Linked DNA regions of Zea mays: region 2 is linked to region 1. A link is a contact called in public Hi-C data. All regions are on one chromosome and are shown on one strand. The core of a region is the stretch at or near the end of the contact, and the rest is flanking DNA. Distances in the headings are between cores, read along the strand shown.

Evidence for each region. A called contact is a pair of places that touch in the nucleus more often than the background predicts.
Region 2: a contact with region 1 is called in a Hi-C map of ear, with 4 times the contacts expected there. The contact joins the enhancer-like site here to the promoter of LOC100193622 in region 1. A contact is called at or near these places in 2 of 25 Hi-C or Micro-C datasets (ear and tassel).

What each region holds. Positions count from the first base shown.
Region 1 is chr3:134,444,641-134,448,480 of Zm-B73-REFERENCE-NAM-5.0, forward strand. It overlaps LOC100193622, which reads right to left and starts at 1,728. Exons shown (of 9, transcript NM_001138722.2): 1 at 1,551-1,728; 2 at 1,418-1,456; 3 at 178-231. The coding sequence starts at 1,634.
Region 2 is chr3:134,686,199-134,689,988 of Zm-B73-REFERENCE-NAM-5.0, forward strand. No RefSeq gene overlaps it. Among protein-coding and RNA genes, the nearest start is that of LOC118476701, 20 kb to the left of the region's middle. Within about 2 kb of position 2,438, at least 6 of the 20 cell types and tissues checked have an H3K27ac peak or open chromatin away from gene starts, as enhancers often do. A contact at or near this core is called in ear and tassel, where this site is marked.

The DNA.
Region 1 (3,840 bases), core at 478-2,977:
CACAAATTTTAAATTAAAATATTGAAACCAATGTGGAAAATATCCTCAAGCATGACACTGAAACTCATGAAAATTGGGATTGAACAAATTGTTCCCAAAACCTCATGATTCGTACGTCAATAACAAAAACAACATTAAATAGAGTGAATATAATAAGTTAGACAAATTAGAACAGACCTCCTTAAGCCCACGGAGCCTCCCTAGAAGCTCTGATTGTGATTCACTTAATTCCTGCTCAAAAGAAACAGAACAAGGAAATAGTTTTATAACTCTAGAGATCTAAAGGTTACTTCCACAAAGAATTCGCTAAACAAAGATAATCAGATATAGCCTCATCATTACTGCATAGACTACCAATAATGTGATTGAGTGGGGAGTTAAAAAAACTATTAAACACCTCTATTCAGAATGTTTGTACTATGCATCGGTTTCATCAACAAGGACGGTACACGAATAATGTGTCAAATTGGTATGAATATTTGGGCAAGTGGCATCAGCTTGATTGCTGTGCCGGTTTTCTATTTCTGTTGAAATTCCATCGAGTAGGGTCTTTCAACTAGAATATGTTTATTTGTAAGCTTATCTTTGATCTTCTTGATCAGTAATTTTCTATCAGCTCAATACCGCTAAAAAATTGACTCACTTCAACAGAACTTAAAAACATTATGTCAGTTCAATCCCATAACCAAGTTGTTGATCATGCACAACAAGGAGGTTGATTGTCACAAAGGGTCCAGTTCTAAAGTGTTCAGATCTTCTTAGATTTTTCAGACAAGAGTACAAGACCACAGCCCATTGAATCTGGAAAAGGGCCTCAGTGGTTACCGAAAAGTGAAGATCTTTTCTCCTACAAGAAGAATAATGGGAATGCTGCTGTGTGATCTCAAGTTCCCATACATTTATGGTGTGTTTGGTCGAGGAGTGGAGGAGAATGTAGCGGCTCCATTCCTATTTTCTAGATATTTAGTTTCCAATAAAAGAGGAGTGGATCGGCTCCTGAAGTCTCCAAATGGGAATATACCCAAAATATTTGGGATTCTCCCGCTCCACCAAAATGATTGGACGCAAGTGCTCTCCCGTGAGGTCTCTCTTGTCTCCTCCCTCTCCTCCCCTCCCCTCCACAGTCATATGGCTCTCCAACCAAACAAAAAGAACATACCAGCTCCGTTTTATTCTACTATTCAACCAAATAAAAAATAGAGTGGCTACGTTCTGCTTGCCAATTGCCAAACACAGAATAGAGTGGTGAGTGGCTCCATTCTTAGAAACTAGAATGGAGCCGCTCTTGGCTTCTCAACCAAACACACCACAGCATGGCACCAAACAACGGCCCAGCGGAACATAGCAACTTGCTCCCGCAAACCACTCACAGCATCATTTTCGCCCGTGACAACCGAGCACACGAGTGGATACTTACCGAGATCTTTTCCTCCACAGGCAGCAGTTCTTCCTTCCTCTGAAAATCCAAACACAAGCCCAAGCGAACAGAATAACAGAAATCAGATTTAGCACAGGAGAGATGAGAGGAACAGGGAACGTTCGCTGCCCACCGCCGAGGACGGGGAGGTCTCCACCAGCGCTGCGGGCGTTGCGGCGGCCGGAGTGGGCGGTGGGGACGCCTCAGAATCAGACATCGGTTGGGCGCGGAGGCGGCGACGGCGTCCGCAGCTAGGGTTAGGGTTTTGCTGCGTAGGGGAGGAGCGTGCGTGTGAGAGACTGAGGGGAAGGGGAGATTCGAAATTGAAATAGGACAGCGACCAACCGAGGGCAGGCTACTCGAGAGGAAGGAAGAGGACGGGGGAGCGGCTCGAGCAGGGAAACGGAAACTTTTCCGTTGGTCCTCGTTCCTGTGAAAAAAGTTTTTCATGCCTCACCAATTCCTAGGAGGGATATTTTTTCTCTATCCTTGTTAACTATAGGGGCGAATATTTTTTTCTCTATCCTTATTTCTTTTGGGAGGAATATTTTTTCTCTATCCTTGTTTCTTATGGGGAGTGATATTTCTTCTCTATCATAGTTCCCCGTAGAGATAAATCATCATCATGGATCTTCGACCTCACTTAAACTATAAATTTAACGGGTCCCTGTTTATCCGTCGGAAGAGAATTTTTTTTCCGAAACTCCATAGGGGAGAACCTTCTCCATCCTAATTCGTAATGGAAGAATTCTCCATGGGAATCGAGGATCGAGGTCCAATTACCATCTCTAGGCTTAGCCTCGAGACTGTAGTATGTGAATGGTCACACGCCATATTTTATAGACCAAAATAATTATCGATTGGTTGAAAATATATCTTGTATTATAATTAATCTACTTATTAACGACTATAGTATGACATTGACGGACATTTAAATTTTAAATTTTTAAATACGATGATTTTCGAAAATTGTATTGTATTTACGAGAATAATACGATTACGATGCTCCGACTACGAATTCTTGGTTTCAGTCATAAAGACTTTTTTATACTCCCACCTAGGGAGGTAATGGGTCAAGTTCAAGTTAGATAGAGCAAAAACTTACCTGCAATTACACTTGTGAAGTTTATCTAAACTCGTTCGCGGTCGCACACACAAGTGCAATTCCAAACCCGCAAGTCTCTCGCAGCTAGCAGGTTCGGATTTTAGGTGGGTTGCGAGTCACCCGTGGGGTTTTATTCAGTGTACAGCTTTAAACAATAATTCATCTATAAATAATTAAGTATCGGTAATAATTGAGTTATACCTATGAAATTTAAGTCTTCTCATGTTGAGCGGCATCAAAAAAATTATGAATCATTAGCCATATTACTTATTCAAAATAAGTACTTGAAGGATCGAATAGGCGAACAAGGGGTGAATGTGTAACACCCTGAATTTGGGGTATAAAAATTTCTCCTCTAATATCTACCAAATTCAAGAGTTACCTCTTTTTTCCTCTCTATAGATTTCTTTTCTCTTCCTTTTAGTAGAGTTTTGATTATTTATTTGGAGATATATTATTACTCTAGGAGATTAAACCCTAAGGGGATATGAATTGTTGCATCATGTTGAACCCTAAATTCTATTTATTTTGGTTGATGCATATGTTTGTGGAGTTCAAATTTGAGTTTGGGGTAGATTTGTTTTTGAGTTCAAAATAGAAATAAACAGGAAAAGGAAAAAGAAATGGAAAAAGGAAAAACCTTTCTTTTCCCCCCTCTATCGACCAGGCCCCGTCCCACGGCCCACCGGCATCCCCCTCCACGAGCGTGTGGCCCAGTCCTCGTCCTGCGGCCCATCCGGCGCCCCCTCCTCTATCGGACGAGCCCGTCCGTCGGCGGCGCGCTCGCCTAGCGCCCAGCCCCCACCTGTCATTCCCTCCCCCCTCAATCGACCCAAATCGTTTCTCCCACGCGGCGCGTTCGCCCACGTCGTCCCGGGCCCACCTGTCAGCCCCTCTCCCCCACGTCGCCCACTTGCCATGGCCGACGCCTGGGGATCATAAAGCCCCCTTCCTCCTCTTCCCCCCACGTGTGACCACCCCACCCCGTCAACTGCTCTGCGTCGTCGTTGCCTCGCCTGTCACCACTGTTCACGCTGCCGAGCTCGCCCGAGCGCCGTCCCAAGGTGAGCACCATGGCCGGCAGCCTTCGTTTCCCCTTCCCACCCCTCCGTCCTCACCGACGGGGTGTTCGTAGGGGCTCTGCGCCACTGTGTCGGGCCCCGAGCACCACCTACCACCGACCAACGCCCCCCCCCCTCTTGCTCGCGCGCTGCTGAGCTCGCCCTGCGCGGCTGGAGGAAGACAAGGGCCCTGACAGTCCGATGCGCCACCGGACAGGTACTGTGCACTATACGGTGCGCCACCATGTCACCCAACC
Region 2 (3,790 bases), core at 1,188-3,687, 240 kb after region 1:
TGCCGTGGCAGATGCTATAAGTCAAAAGATTGGCCTCACAACATACTTCTTGAGGTTTGATGAACTGAGGAAAAGCTTGGCACATCCGTTGTCAGAGCAGCATCACCGCAAGGAGCTTTCCCGATCAAGTGCGAATAGCATGTCAGATTTCCAAGAGATTGAAGAGGATGAAACAAATAAGGGCGATCAACACCCTGTGCTTTCAGAAATATTTGATTCACAGTTTGTTAATTTACTTACTAAGCTTGAGGCTGATATTAGAGAAAACATAATGGATATATTTAGTCGGACAAAAACTGCAACAGCAGTCCTTCCTACTGAATTGGAGCAGAAGAACGGGGAGGTCGATGAAGAGTATATCAAGCGACTAAAGTCATTTGTAGAAAAACAGTGCAATGAGATGCAGGTAGGTTTCCATTTGTTGCTTTCTGAGAATTTCCTATTGAATTACCTCAAGAATTCATAGCTAAAAAACGATGTTTTGTGCATTACAATGAAAAAGATATACACCAACAACAAAGTCTTTTTAGTTCCAAGCAAATTGGAGTAGGCTAGAGTTGAAACCCAACATAAGAAACAAGGTTCGGACACATTAAAAAGAAGATATGATGGTACTATATTAGGACACCTGGCAATAGTTTAAATTTCATTAACACCATTTTCTTAATCCAAAAGACTAAGTAGTAGCAAACATGAAGGATCTCTTGGCATGATCTCGTCAGCACTGAGGTGATCAACTATGTTCTATGACTTAGTGTTAATAAAGCTTTATGTATTTCTCGTTGGTTGGAGCTTTGCTCCTTACGACACCACCTTCTTGAATGAAGGGTATGTTGGCAGGATCAGCCACTCTTCTGGGCAGCACTGAGATTAGGTTGTCAAATACTCCGGTACTAGAGGACCCTGTGTTTTATTAACCAAAAACAAGCTGATTCATGCAAACTCGGGCATTTCCTTGAGAAAATATTTTAGATAGCATGGTTCTCTTAAAGTTAACTTCTGAATTGTTGTGCTAGTGACCATACATAATTGTTTTTAGATTGATGGGTTCATTTCTGGGTGCCTGTTGTTGCCAGTGTTTTTCAGACACTGCTGTACCTGAAAGTATAAGAAGCTGACACTGGTATTTATTATAATGGCATCTGTCAGGACTTGCTGGCACGGAATGCAATGTTAGCAGAAGAGTTACTGAGAACTGGTGGTGGTACGACCACAGATACTTCACAGAAACCGAGCAGTGGCCGAGAAAGGGTCCAGATTGAAGCTCTCAGACAAGAACTGGAGGGGGCAAAACGACAGATAGGGGCACTCAAAAGTGAGAAGTCCCAGATTGAAGCTGAAGCTAACAACCAAAGAAACCTTTCAGTAAAACTGGAGTCTGATCTCAAGAGCTTGTCAGAAGCTTACAACAGCATAGAGCAGGCCAACTACCGCTTGGATGCCGAGGTAAAAGCCTTGCGGCAGGGAGGCAGCGTGCCATATCCTGACGTGGAAGCAATAAAAGCGCAAGCTAAGGAAGAGGCTGAGAAGGACAGTGAGGCAGAACTGAATGATCTACTCGTCTGCCTTGGGCAGGAGCAAACGAAGGTCGAGAAGCTGAGCACAAGGCTGGCAGAGCTCGGGGAAGATGTGGATACCCTTCTGCAGGGTATTGGCGATGACACTGCCATTCCGGATGATGACGATGAAGATGATGAAGAGTGATTGGTTTATGTAACCTGCAGGTCTGCTGGTGTAATCTACCTTCATGTTGGGTCATGATATTGCGATGGTAACTGGAAAATGTACAGTGGATGACAAATGCACCGTTCCAAGTTTAAGTTATTTCTAGAGAATGTGACTAAATAGCCTCTTGTTAAATTTGATTGTCTGAATAACTTTTTATATTACCTTTGATAAATAGCCCCTTGTTGAATGGGCCTCAGATTCATCATCATATATACTAAAAAGAACGGGTCTGATCTGGTGTGGAACTCGGCAACGTCCGTAGCCCCTAGAGTGCTGCTGATAACTGTTCGACCCACCTCCCTGCATATGGATGTGAGCGATCGAAGATCCTAAGCTTCAAACCCATAAGAATAAGGCCATTGGCCCTTTCCATCTGGACATTGCTTTGGGGATGAGCGACAGAAGTGAAGTTCACTATGACCTCGTTTTCAGAACAAAATTCCATAAGTACTTGAGAAGTAAATTGACTCTTATTATCTGATATAATATAATGGATCTTGGGATGCCGAATTGGTTAGGGATTTCCTGGATGAACTCCACAACTCTTGTGGCTGTGATCTTTGACACAAGTTTTGCTTCAATCCACTTGGTTAATTTGTCAGCCGCAAAGATACCTTTGGTCGGTTTGAAAGGTCTCACAATGTCTAAACACTAAGTAGAGAACGACCAAGTGACCAGGATGGTCTGGAGTTGCACAGCCGGAACGTGGGCCTAGTGCACGAAGAATTGACATTCTTCACATGTTCGCACAATTTGTTGGGCATCAGTTACCGTAGTTGGCCAGAAAAACCATGCTGGTAGGCTTTTTCAACTAGTGTTTTAGCCCATGCATGAATTGCACATATGCCTGAATGGATTTCACTGAGCAGTGCTCTTCCTTCTTCGGTGGGGACACATCTCATCAAGATTCCTGAAGCGCTTTTTTGATATAACTTGTCGTTTGTTAATACACAAGCTTTAGATTTTCGCTGCACTTAGGGTTAGCGTTTTGACTTCAGAAAGGACCCTGTCTAGCAAATATTTGACGAAAGGTGCATGCCAATCCAATTTAATGACCATTACCCTGAGATCTCCACCATCAAGCATCTCCGAGCCTAGCTGTTTAGCTAACTCGGCCGAAGGAGACTCAACCATCTTACCAATGGTTGGGGAAGTTGATTTTGCCAAAAAGGCTCCTGGTCGCACAAGGGATCTTGATGATCCTATTATTGCCAATGTGTCTACCTCTTTATTTTTAGCCCACAAGATATGCGTAAATTCGATCCCGGCAAACTTTTCTTCGAGCTTCCAAATTTCTTGGTAGTAACTCATCATTTTGTCATCACTACATGTCCACTCTTTGTTGACTTGATTTATTACAAGTAACGAGTCACCTAGAACTCAGATCCGACGAATGTCGAGAGCGAAGTAATTCGCAGACTGAGTAGCATAGCCTCATAGTCAGCAACATTGTTTAATACTAGAAATTGTATTTAATGAATGTACTTAAAATTCTCACCTTTCGGAGAAGTAACCACCACTCCCACTCCTGCTCCAGTGAGTTGCAAGGATCCATAGAAATTGACGGTCCAATAGTCTAAAGGTTTTGACTTAGACGGTATCTGTATCTTTGTCAAGTTGGCGACGAAGTCACTAAGGGCTTGAGCTTTGATAGTTGTTCTTGGCTTAAAGACAATGTCATATACTCTGAGTTTGCTGGCCCACTTGACAATTCTACCAGTGGTGTCTTTATTGTGTAGTACTTTCCCTAGTGTTGAAGATGTGTGTTCTTCGATTCGATGTGCTTGAAGTAATGCACTAACTTGCGAGAAGTAATGAGCAAAGCATATGCCATCTTTATGATATCAAAGTATCTTAATTTGGACGCGTTGAGTATCTTCGAGATGAAGTAGACCAAGAACTACACATGTTAGGACTCTACCGCTCCACTACCAGGGGTGTGCTGACCACATCATTGGTGGCCAAGATGTATAACTAGAGTGTCTCCCCTAATTCAAGGGCAACCAGCATCGAGGGATTCATTAGATACTTTTTGAGTTAATGTAGAGCTTATTGAGCCTCG